Regions from separate parts of the Mus musculus genome. Here region 2 is linked to region 1. The links are chromatin contacts, called in public Hi-C maps. All regions are on one chromosome and are shown on one strand. Each heading gives the region's core, a stretch centred on a gene start, on an enhancer-like site or on the middle of the called end of the contact. The rest is flanking DNA. Distances are from core to core; before and after follow the strand shown. Region 1 holds the start of Jund (jun D proto-oncogene). Region 2 holds the start of Junb (jun B proto-oncogene).

Evidence for each region. Hi-C and Micro-C count contacts between places; a contact is called where the count stands out from the background.
Region 2: a contact with region 1 is called in a Hi-C map of B cells, with 5 read pairs. The contact joins the promoter of Junb here to the promoter of Jund in region 1.

The regions. Positions count from the first base shown.
Region 1 is chr8:70,693,516-70,699,635 of GRCm38.p6, forward strand. It overlaps Jund (jun D proto-oncogene), which reads left to right and starts at 4,224. Exons shown (of 1, transcript NM_010592.5): 1 at 4,224-6,120. The coding sequence starts at 5,543.
Region 2 is chr8:84,974,355-84,980,967 of GRCm38.p6, forward strand. It overlaps Junb (jun B proto-oncogene), which reads right to left and starts at 4,394. Exons shown (of 1, transcript NM_008416.3): 1 at 2,555-4,394. The coding sequence starts at 4,075. The coding sequence ends at 3,041. It overlaps Prdx2 (peroxiredoxin 2), which reads left to right. Exons shown (of 6, transcript NM_011563.6): 6 at 1-457.

The DNA.
Region 1 (6,120 bases), core at 2,974-5,473:
TTTTCCAACCCTCCTCAGCCCTCCCTCCAAGTCACTCCCTAGCCATATCAGCTCAGGTCTGTCCTGGGAGGGGGGGGTTGCTCTGAGGGACCCCAGACCTGGGCTCTACAAATACCTGCCTCCCAGTTCTTCAAAAACAGGAGGTCTGTGTGCACAGCTGCCTCAGTTTCCCCCACTTACTGCCCCCTCCGGAAAATCTTTCAATGCTATTCATTCACACAGCACAGGAAGTCTGTCAGTGGCCTACAGGGCTGTGGGTGGGGACAGTCCTGAGGCCTCCAGACGAAGGCTGAACTTCCTTTTCTCCAATGGGGTCGTTGGCCACAGACCCTGTAACCCGGAAGTAGGTCCACACTCCCACTGGGGCTATGTTGGACTGAAGCAACCCCTTCCTTACAGGGAATCCAACATCACTCTGGAGACTGGGATTCGGTAATTTAGTACATACTGTGTACTGGGTCCCATACATCTGGTAGGAGGGGACAAGTGTACCTAGCTATGTGTGGCTCAAGGATTGACAGTCTTGAATGCCACCTCATGTGAGGTCTCAGCCCAGCCCGGTGCTCCAGAGGGGAGCAGCCTATGTCTGGTATCAGTTCACGGTGTCTCTAGTCCCATTTATGGAGAAAGAAGCTGGCCTTACATCCTTGTAACCCATAGGGTACTTTGAAGCAAAACCAGAAAAGGGGTGTGCATTTAAAAATGAGAGCCAGGCTGGGAGTGGCGGCGCACGCCTTTAATCCCAGCACTCTGGAGGCAGAGGCAGGCAGATTTCTGAATTTGAGGCCAGCCTGGTCTACAGAGTGAGTTCCAGGACAGCTAGAACTACAACAAAGAAACCTTGTCTTTAAAAAAAACCTTGGGCTGGTGAGATGGCTCAGTGGGTTAGAGCACCCGACTGCTCTTCCGAAGGTCCAGAGTTCAAATCCCAGCAACCACATGGTGGCTCACAACCATCCGTAACAAGATCTGACTCCCTCTTCTGGAGTGTCTGAAGACAGCTACAGTGTACTTACATATAATAAATAAATCTTTAAAAAAAAAAAAAAAAAAAACCTTACTACAGAAAATTAGCTTATGATAAAATACTTCATTTATTCACTCTTTTATGTTTTGTCTTTTGTGAGACAGGGGCTCATTAACCCAGGCTACCTTCACACTATCTAGCTGAGACTGCTCTAGACTCCTGATGAAGGTGTGCCCCATACTTAGGAAGATTGCTGCTCCCTTCGGGCTGGTGAGATGGCAGCAGGGCTGAGTTCAGTCCACATGATGGAAGGCAGAACCAGCAGGCTGTCACAGTTGTCCTCTGACCCCCAGGAGTGGGCTGTGGCTCGTGTACAAACACACACCAAATAGAGGAATAAATGACATTTTGTTTGTTTGTTTTTTGGTTTTTCGAGACAGGGTTTCTCTGTGTAGCCCTGGCGGTCCTGGAACTCACTCTGTAGGCCAGGCTGGTCTCGAACTCAGAAATCCATCTGCCTCTGCCTCCCAAGTGCTGGGATTAAAGGCGTGCACCACCACTGCCCGGCAAATGTCATGTTTAAGAACCTATCTTTTGTGAAAGAGCCTAGAGAAAAGATAATTTAATCCCCCCTCCCAAGCCCCGTAGTATATGCTCAGTAAAGCCTTGTGAGAGGTTAGGTTAGGCCAAAGCAACAAAATAAAAGAAACACTTGGGCAGGCCACATTCGGCCTAGTCAGGGTTGGGTACATAGCAGGTGCTTTTTAATGCATGCTTGAGGTTGGTAGATTGATATGGGAAGGTTTTCTCCGGGAGAGAGCCCTTTATGGTAACTCTTGACTGTCAACTAGTCATCAACAAACATCCCAGAGACACTGGACCGGTGAGGAAGCTGAGGGTGCGCTTCATTTCCTCATTTTAAAAAGGTTTTATGAGGCTGGAGGGAGCTGGCAGCAACCCAGAAAACAGGACATGGGGCCTGGCGGAGAAGCCGCGCAAACACCTGCGGTCTCGGCCTGCGCCGGCGGAAGCAGCACGGGAGGGGCGGGAGGCCGGGTTTTCTCGGTAACCCGACCTCAGGAATGCGGTCGCCCCACGGGCCCTGCCACCTGGGGACGGTGCCCACAAGCTCTGCCCTCACACTCCTGGGACAGTCCCCTCTCTGCCTCAGCCACTCCCAGGGGCCCCCTTTCTGTCTTCCCGGTTTATGAAGCTGATCATTGGTTTCTGCCTGATCAAGGAAAGACTGAAAACGCAAACTAGAAAAGTCAAATTTATCTTCGCACTGTGGAAGGGTTCCTGAGAACCTGGGGATTCGAACACAGGCCCACCCACGAGATTTCAGGTTCAATGTGAAGGGTGCACAGTCTCCACGCTGGGCCATGCGTCCCGTACAAGTCACTTCCCCAGACACTGACCAGGGAAGACAGAAGCGAAAACAGAATCCAGAGTGGGCGCTGTTTCTGCCACCCACTGACCAGCCGCACTGCATGGCCTCCAGCCCAACCCAGCGCCCCGAGACTTTTTGAATCCCTCCACTCCTTATTGCAGTTGTTTTGAAGGTTTAGTAGGAGTTTTTCCCAGAGGCTAAGGGCACCCCAAGACCAGCAGGTTAAGTTTCTCCAAATAATAAAATTGAAGAATGACTGATGGGGTGTCGAGATGGCTCTGCGGGTAAAGGCTCTTGTTGCTCTTGTTGAGAGCTGACTTGAGTTCACAGGACCCACAGAATGGGAGAGAACAGACTCTGAAAGCTGAGGTCCTTCCCCAGCCTCTCAACAAGCCCTTTTCCTACAGAAATACAATTAAAAAAAAAAAGTCAGTCAGGACAGGCCGCTCCCGCCTTTAATCCCAGCATTCGGGAGTCAGAGGCAGGAGGATCTTTGAGTTCGAGACTAACCTGGTCTACAGAGTGAGCTCCAGGACAGCCAGGGCTACACAGAGAAACCCTGTCTCGAAAAGCAACCAAAAATGTTCAGGTCTTACTATTTCTTTACATTTTCCATGCCACTACAAAATGCTCTCCTTGCCTGATAGGGAAAGTGAGTCTCAACAGAGGTAAAACTTAATTTGGTACGTAAACCTGTCCCCAGTCAGCTCAAACCACCGCCTCCAGAGCGCACGCCCGCCCATCCCCCACCCGCCAAGGCCAAGTCCCAAGGTCAGGGCGGAGCCTCGCGCGCTCCGCCAAGCTCCGTACGGCCCCGGGGAGAGGCAGGCCTGGCGCCGGGGGCTGGCTGGCGTTGGGCCAGCACTAGCTGGCTCAGTCGTTTGGCGGGGGGCGGGGGAGGGGGTGCTGGCTGGGATATGGCTCGCGAAGCGCAAACCCCACGTGTGTGGTGAGGGGAGAGTCCACTCTATCTTTCTGGATGGTCACTTGCCTACAAAAGGGGATAAAACCTGGGTGTGTGGCTCTCTGAGGCAACAACTGGTCAAGGCTCGGGCGGGGGTTTGGGGGGAGGGGGGAGAACCCTCTGAGGCCTCAATGGCCTGGGCGAAGGTCCTGAGGTGCAAAGGAGCTCCAATGGGGTACAGATTGGAGAGGAGTCACAGAGAAGGGATGAGACTCCTCTCTGGTCTTCTAAGGGTTGTGTTGAGTGTGCTGGGACTTGTTGCTCCCACCTCTTCCACCTCCGTTCCCAGCAAGCAGAAAAGCCTGCATCAGGCCTGGTGGCATACTGTACTAATTAAGAGGGTAATTACCAGTCCGGATTCTCATTTGCAGGCTCCACTCTGGGACCCACCTCAGGCTCTAGAAGAGTCAAGAGTAAAAACGTGTACTGCCATGGCTGTCCAGAGGCCTGGCACCCTAGTTCTGTCCTTGGGAGGACAAATGTGTGGTAAATGCCTGTCCTTACAGCACATAGAAGGCAGAAGGATCACTTCTCAAGTCTAGCCTGAGCTACAGAAAAATTCTGTCTCAAAACAAAGGCAAAAACAAAACAAAACAAAAAAAACCCCACAAGCTCACCCCAGAACTTCCATCAGCAGGAGCCCCAGGTCAACCTGGGTTACAGCTTTTGCATAGTGCCCTTTAACTCTAGCACTTAGCAGGTCCACATCTGTAAGTTCCCAGCCAGCCCCAGCTGGAAGGTGAGAGATCCTTGCTCAAAACACAAAGTAAAACTCAACAAACCCAAGACTCAAATCTCATGCTAAGATGAGGTGATGGGCACGTCTTTCACGTTGAGGCAGTGAAATCACCCTCAGTCTTGGTCAGCTAGGGTACAGGGTGTCCTAATAACTGAAACCGAAGCAAGGCACAATGGCATATATTAGTCATCCAGAAGCCTGAGGTGAGATTTTGGGGGGTTCGGGAGGTCATTCTGGGGTACAGAGTGAGATTCTGTTTCAAAACGTCCCAATCCAGGGCCATAGGGTAGGCTTAGAAAGTAAACGTGACTGCACCCAAGTCGGACAGCCAGAGTGCCACACCGGGGAGAACAGACTCCCAACTCTCCTCTGACCTTCCTGGACACACACACACACAAAGCACAGATACCTACACAGACAAACACAGATACACAACCACACAGACAAACACACCAGCATGTAAAATAAAAACCGAGATCTGTAGGCCGAGGTTAAGAGACTCAGGCCTGTTACTGCCACACTTGGGAATATGAAACAGGGGGACTGAAGTTAAGTTCATGAATAGCGGAGTCTAGAGGATGAGATCCTGTCTTGACCCAAAACAAAGATTAAAAAAATTTTTTTTCACCGAGATCAAGAAAAAAACCTACAACTGATGGCTACCCTGGCTGCAGTTGGACTCCACACATCCCATCCTCAGTTTCCCCAAGGAAAAGGCAGGAGGTCAGCTTTTAGGGCGTTCGACTCCACCCTGTGAAACTGACAAGGAGCTAAGTAGTTGTGGGGACTCTCCAAGGGACCCTCCTCTGCCTCCCCCTTCCTGCCCACACCTGCCAGCTCCCAGCCGGAGGAACCCTGGCCGGCGCCCGGCCCCCGAGGGGCGTGCCTTCGGTGGGCGTGACGCGGGGCGTGGCTTCACAGAGGGCCTGGGTTTATGAGGCTCCACACATCACGCCACAGAAGTGCCAGAGACAGGGGAGAGATAGACGCACAGATGAGGTCCAGTTTGAGAAACAGAGAGGCAAGATCTAGAGGGAAGTAAAGAGGGGAGGAAGAGAAAGGGAGGAGAGGCAAGAAACAGCAGGGTAGGGACAGAGCCTGCCCGGCAATCCAAGCTGGGCGTGGTGACCCGGCCAAACCGCGTTCAGCCCCACCCCCATGACGTCAACCCACAATGCAGCGCGTTGTTGTGCCATGTAGCGAGCGTCGCTCTTGGCAACAGCGGCCGCCACCAGGCGAGGGCGTCCCGCTCCCGCCCCTTTATGCAAATCAACGACGTCACCTCGCGCCAATGGCGAGCGGGGGCGGTGAGCTCATCGCGGGGGCCGAGGCTATAAGAGTGCGCGCGGGCGGCGCGGGGCAGAGCGGCCGGCATCGGAGCCGGTCTGTACGGGCAGCGGACTGGGGGGCATACGGGGCCCCCCGGGGAGGCCGCGGCCACTCCCCCCGCCCCGGGGCCGAGCGCGGCGGGGGAAGGTGGGGATGGAAACGCCCTTCTATGGCGAGGAGGCGCTGAGCGGCCTGGCTGCGGGTGCGTCGAGCGTCGCTGGTGCTACTGGGGCCCCCGGCGGTGGTGGCTTCGCGCCCCCGGGCCGCGCTTTCCCCGGGGCGCCCCCGACGAGCAGCATGCTGAAGAAAGACGCGCTGACGCTCAGCCTGGCGGAGCAGGGAGCGGCGGGATTGAAACCAGGGTCGGCCACTGCACCTTCTGCGCTGCGCCCCGACGGCGCCCCCGACGGGCTGCTGGCTTCGCCGGATCTTGGGCTGCTCAAACTCGCGTCGCCGGAGCTGGAGAGGCTGATCATCCAGTCCAACGGGCTGGTGACCACTACCCCGACCAGTACGCAGTTCCTCTACCCGAAGGTGGCAGCTAGCGAGGAGCAGGAGTTCGCCGAAGGCTTCGTCAAGGCGCTGGAGGACCTGCACAAGCAAAGCCAGCTGGGTGCGGCCACCGCGGCCACCTCAGGGGCTCCCGCGCCTCCCGCGCCCGCCGACCTGGCCGCCACCCCCGGGGCCACGGAGACCCCGGTCTACGCCAACCTGAGCAGTTTCGCGGGTGG
Region 2 (6,613 bases), core at 3,144-5,643, about 14 Mb after region 1:
ACACTCTGGCTTGTGCAACTGACTCTGTAGTTATGCCTCTTCACCACAAGGTGGAGGCATTACCTCATTCACGCCATGGTCTGAGCATGGTGGGACACAGTGAGACCAAATAATTACTAGGCCTGGAGGGATTCTTTAAGAGCTCTTTATGTTTCTCCTGAAGATCCAGGTTCCATTCCTGGAGCTTACATAGTTGCTTACAACCCTCTTTAACGCCAGATCCAACACCTTCGTCTGATCCTCCAGCACCAGGCATGCACGTGAACATGGGCAGAACGTGCATAGACATGAAATAAATACTTCTGTAAAAAAAAAAAAATAGGGGTCGGCAGTTTACTTCTGGATTCTGGCTCTTAGACCAGTGTCCATATCTTACCATTAACTATATAAAATGATATGTAACAGCTGGATCTTCACTGGGTTTTTACATTGGATGGGAATAAAAACTAAAGTCAAATTGCCCTGTGAGTTCAAGTTTGCGAACCTCTAGGCTCTGACCCAATTTTTTGTCTGGTACTCTGGGCAGGAGAGTGAGACCGGTAGTGAGAGTGGCTGAGAACGGGTGCTGGTTAGGCTAGGAGGTGGATGTTTCACTGAGCTGTATGCACTTGGGTAGCTTTTCTTTCTGAGTTTCACTTTCATTTTACAAAACAAGGGTGATCTGGTCATTAGTTTTACTTTATGTTTTGACACAAGAGTCCCCACACTGTGACTCCTTCAGCCTCTGCTTATTCTGGGGTCCTGCTGTTGTTGATACCTTCTGAGTGTTGTTCATTCCCCTTGGAATTCTTTCCCCTCTTTTTATCCTCATGCTAGGGGTGGATAGAATCCATAGTCTCGTGAATGATTTGGAAGCCCTCTACCACAGAGCCCCCCACTGAGCTATCTCTTGGAACTTAATGTATTCTCAGAGCCTCTGGTTGGGCCTCCCTTGAGGTCATCCACCTTACTGTGGCTCATTCCATTTCAGGCACACTCTTAGGATTCTTCAGATGATCTTGCTTCTTTGGCTACAAGAACTATATCGAAGGGAGCACTCCTTTCCTCTGTCCCGAACCTACACTGGCAAATCTGTTGGAAAGCTGACAGTTCAGTCTGTAGATGAGCTCGCCTCCCTTATCCCAGAAGGCACTTTTTGAACATATATTCCTCTTCCTGGCTCTCATCACCATATTCAAACCATGTTTGCTTTCGTTATAACAACAAAAAAAGTGTGGTGTTTTGTGGGTGGGAGGGTGCAGTGCCTAAGGAAGCCAGAAGAGGGCATTGCATCCCCTGAAACTGAAGGGGGGTTGTGAGCTTTCTCAGGTGGGTTCAGGCGAAGCAGCATTCTTGTACGGTCTGGAAGACATACCCTTAACTGTTAAGCTATTTCTCCAGCTCTTTCTTTTTTTTCTAAGAGGTTGTGTGTGTGTGTGTGTGTGTGTGTGTGCGCGTGCGCTCTCAGGCATGTGAAGGTAAATGGTTTTTCCTCCTGGATCCAGGAATCAAACTTAGGTAACAGTGGCAAGCATCTAAGCATCTCTACCTGCCGAGCTATCTCGTCTCACTCACCCCCATCTACTTTCCTTTTTTCTGTCTGCACGGTGTCTGAGGGTTTTGTTTGTTTGAGGTCAGGTTATGTTTGTTTTGTTTTGAGAAAGGGCCTTACTATGTAGCCTAGACAGGCTTGAGGCCCGTTCCCTTCACTACTGAATTATTCCTCGGCTCCACCTGAGTGGTACGGTTTCCTTTGCGCTTGGATCTTCCAGCTTCAAGGGCACCCAGATCCCAACAGCAAGTAGCAGCTTTGAACCTCCCACCTCAGCTGCTGGAGCCGGGTTGTGGCGACGCCCAGCTGCCCAAACAACTGCCGGGACAGGACCAGACCTGGCAGTCGCCGGCTTCTGGCCTGGCACACGGGAGGGGGACACTGGCGGGCGGGCGCCGCCCTTCCTGGCAGGAGTTGCCCTGACGGCGTCTGCAACTACAGGAAGGCTGCAGTTACTCTCCGCCAGGGTCGGTCTAATGGAGGGGGCGTGGGCGCGGTGGGGCTCCGGCGCCGGTCTGTTGAAAGCCGCTCGGATGGCTCCCAGGGCTCATGAGAGCACGGCCCTCCCGCCGCGGGCGCCCTGGACCCGGGCCTGGGGCTTTCCGCGCCCAGAAAGCCGCCTGCTCGGGAAAATCCCGGCCCCCTTCCCGGCGCCGCGGCCCTGCCCGGCAGAGCGGGGGGGAGGGGATTCCCGGAATCTGCCCGGAGACCGCGCTGGCGTCACTGAGCTGAATAGGCCCATATATGGGCAGAGCTTCCGTAACGTCAGCGGGGAAAGCCCCGGCGCACTCTGCTGGGCGGGGTCATGCTTGCACATTCCGCGTTTTGTCCTGGGTAGCTTGTTCCCCGCCACTGCCCGCCTGCGCAGCGTCTGGTGCCAGGACTCAGGGGATAGGAGGTCTGGGCGTTTGTACTGAACCTTATGATACCTGAAAGGAGCGAGCTACAAACAGCACCGTGCTTGGGGTAGCCCAATCTTCTCCCTCCATCCGCCCAGCTTGGAAGAAAAAAGAGACCACAGAAATTAATAAAGACAATTTTTTTTTTACTTAAATAGATTCAATAAAAAGTCAAACACACACACACAAACACATCTTAAAATAGACTTTAGACACGAAGTGCGTGTTTCTTCTCCACAGTACTATGCAGAGGGGGAGGGCAGGGGGCGGAGGTCCCTCCCTAGTATCCCCGCAGGCTGAGTACCAAGCGGCGGGGCCAGCTCCGCCGCGACAGCCCCCTTCTCCCCTCCCTGTTAAATACACAAATATATTATATTCAATATGAATTCAGTCTCTTTGCAGAAAAAAAAAACATACAAAATACGCTGGAAGGGGGCCATGTAAACCTCGAGGTGGAAGGACTGGGCGCAGGCGGGCGGGCCGGAGTCCAGTGTGTGAGCTGCGCCCCAGGCCTTTTGGCGGGTGCCCATCGCCTGCCCCCCTCACCCCAGTGGGGGGCAGGCGCCCAGCCTTCAAGGCTGGGGGTGTCCGTATGGGGCAAGGGAGGCTCTCAGAAGGCGTGTCCCTTGACCCCTAGCAGCAACTGGCAGCCGTTGCTGACATGGGTCATGACCTTCTGCTTGAGCTGCGCCACTTGCTCCCGTAGGAGACCGGCAGCACTCGACAGCCCCGCGTTCTCAGCCTTGAGTGTCTTCACCTTGTCCTCCAGGCGCGCGATGCGCTCCAGCTTCCGCTTCCGGCACTTGGTGGCCGCCAGCCTGTTCCGCAGCCGCTTTCGCTCCACTTTGATGCGCTCCTGGTCTTCCATGTTGATGGGGGACACAGGCGGCGTGGCGTCGCGGCTGCGTGCCTCCGGTACGGTCTGCGGTTCCTCTTTAAAGGCGGAAGCGCCGCGACTCAAGCCCAGCTGTGCCGGGTGGCCGCCCGCAAAGGGTGGTGCATGTGGGAGGTAGCTGATGGTGGCCGTCGGGTATGAGCTCCCAGTCCCGACGGCGGTCCCGGAGCCTCCAGAGGGTGCAGAGGCTGGGGAGTAACTGCTGAGGTTGGTGTAGACGGGAGGCGGCTCCGGACCAGCATAGACGCCCCCTGGGCCGGCCTGGGGACCCCCGCTGGCGCCCAGGGACACGTTGGGGGGCGTCACGTGGTTCATCTTGTGCAGGTCGTCCAGGGCTTTGACAAAACCGTCCGCAAAGCCCTCCTGCTCCTCGGTGACGCCGCCCCCTGTACCTCCACCGCTGCCACCCCCACGGGGGTAAAAGTACTGTCCCGGAGGCGTGGGCGTCGTCGTGATCACGCCGTTGCTGTTGGGGACGATCAAGCGCTCCAGTTCCGTGGAGGCTAGCTTCAGAGATGCGCCTGTGTCTGATCCCTGACCCGAAAAGTAGCTGCCTGCCCCACTGCCCTCCGGGCCTGGACCCCGCGCCCCAGGACCCTTGAGACCCCGATAGGGATCCGCCAGGTTGAGCGCCAAGGTGGGTTTCAGGAGTTTGTAGTCGTGTAGAGACAGGCTGCCAGGGCTCCGACCGTATCCCGCCGCTGCGTAAGAGTCGTCGTGATAGAAAGGCTGTTCCATTTTCGTGCACATCCGGGCGGCCTGGGCGATCTGGGAAAGGTCCCCCTGAAGGGCCGCCCCGGGCCTCGCTGCGGCGAGCGGCGAGCTGTCCTCGGCTGTGGCAGGACCCGGTGTCCGGTCGCGCGTCCTCGGGAGCTGGAGACGGTCAGCAGCGGCCAGTTGGCAGCTGTGCGTAAAGGCGCTGCTGGGCTTCCGGAGATTTTCTCTCCCTCCGTGGTGCGCCTGCTTTCTCGGCGTCGCTTCCCTCAGTTCCCCGCTCCCAGCAGGATCCTACGCTGGCCTGGCCACCCTCAAAGTCCCCAGTGCTCGGCCCCAGCCCCAAGCTTTTATACTGAATTTGTCAGCTGCGGAAGTGCACTCCGATTGGCCGACGCGGGAGCCAGGCCCCCGCGGCCCCCTCCTAGAGCGTGGGGAAGGGGAGGAGGCGGCTCGCGTCACTGTCAGGAAGCGCGTGTCCTTGTAAACAGCGGCCACGAGCCGGGTGGCTCTGCGCGGCTGCAGGGGGAGGGGCTGTGGAGACAGAGACACACAAGCAAAGGGATGTTGAGGGGCCGAGGCACATAGGGGCTAGAACTGCGGGAGTACAGCCAGGTGCTTATGAGATACACTGCAAGTGGAGATTGGATACCTTAGGATATCCCCGGAAAAGTCTCGTGGGACCCAGGGTAGCTGTGGCTTGTGAACTGACAATACAGTAGAAGACCCCAGAAAACAGAGAAGATACAAAACAGGGGCAATTGTTAACATTTGGCCTAGGAATTAACCAGAGGTCCCGGGTACAAAGTGCTTAAAGAACTGGAATTGTCAGTTGGGAGGAAAGGGCCAAGACACAACAGGGCTCAGGTACCTATTGTACAAGAAATGAGTAGGGGCTCTAGAGTCCATAGATGAGTCTGAGGGTTTCCCCATAAGTGGAAAAGGGAAGGAATTTTGGGGAGGTCAATTTAGATATTCAGAACAAAGGTCCTGGGGACGCTGAGGTAATCGGAGTAGAAAGATGGGAACATATCTAGCAAAGGTTGGGGTCATTGTGGATATTTGCAGAACTCTGGCAGAGAATTAAAATGGTCACGACATAGCTTCCTTCCGAGCTATGAAGGCAATGACAGGAGGGTATCTGAGATCTTCCTGAGAAGATGACTCGGAGGATCCCAGAGACCAGGACTTGTACGAATGAGGCTGTACCTCGTAGGTGGTCCCTAGGGCACTGACATGCCCAGTACCTCAGCCCAAAGCCCTCCCTTAGTCACCCGGGGCTCGCCCGATATCCTGTCAGCTTTTGGAGGGCCGATGGGGCGGGATAGCTGGGGTGCGGTCGCCCAACCCCACTCCCTTCCTTAGAAACAGGCTAGGGAAAGAGAGCCGAGGCAGGAAGTGTGGCAACAGCCCCGAGGGGGAAAGAGCCCGGCCCTGTCTCGTCATTGTGAGCCTAGGGGATGGTGCACCCTACCCTGGGCCTGCCAAATTCTGCGCCTGGGAAGAGGAACCTCGGCAAGCGACCCTTGGGGAAGTCACAACCCAGCTACAGACGCTTCTAGTCATAGTCTGATCTCCCCCATCTAGAAATGGTTCAGCCTGCAACCATCGGCGACTAATAAGCCTGGCAGCCGAGGACTGTTCCATTGGCCGGCTGGAGGGGGATGCAGCCTGGGAGCGGGGCCTCGTCACCAAGGCAACAGGCTGGAGTCCGTGAATTAGATTGGGGGCGGGGCACCCCCCCCTGAATTTCTCTCCCCAGCACCCATATTAGGGCACAGGAAGAGGTGGGACCAGTGCAGTCTTGGGGCGGCAAACTAAGAGCCAGGAACTCGAGGTAGCTGCCAGGTCCCAGGGCGCGCCCGGGCCCCCGGACGGCTAGTCCGGACCAGCCTCCACCGCCACCCCCGGGCTCCCCCGCCCCCCGGCGGCCTGACCCAGCCTCTCGGAACAGCTCTGGGGCTGAGTCCTGTCCCGCCCGGCCAGGTTGGACCCAGCCTGGCAGGTCCCCGCCTGCCCGAGGGCCTGGGTCGGACTTTGCCCCTGGCCCGTCGGGGCGCGGAGGGGGCGGGGTAATGCTTTCGGGCATCCCTGGCGCCTGGGCAGGCTGGTACAGAGCTGCCTCCTCCCCTGGGTATGTGCCCTTCCCTTCTACCAGAAGGTCTAGGGTCCCCATTCCCTACCACTTATCTTTGAAGTCTGAATACTCTTCTCATCTACGTCCACTTCAGTCGGGGGTGAGCTACCTTCCAATACATAGAATACCTAAAGGAAGTAGCCCCCTTCTTCCCACCCAAGTAAAAGGGCAAAAATCGCAAATCGAGAAAAATGCGAGAACACAAAGCCCCTTCTCCAGGAATGGGAAGGTAGAGGTTTACATAGCCGGCCTTGCAGTTAGGTAGGTGGGACTTCAAGTAGTGTGGGAGCAACCTGAGAGAGGGTGAGAGTCCCATCTCTTCCTCTTTCTCAGGTCTCTGGTAAGATAAAGGAGGGCTCTTCAGAGAGAAGCTTAAGGACTAGGACTAAGTAGCAGGATCAGAGCTTACCTAGTGTTCCACAGAAGGAAAACAAGAG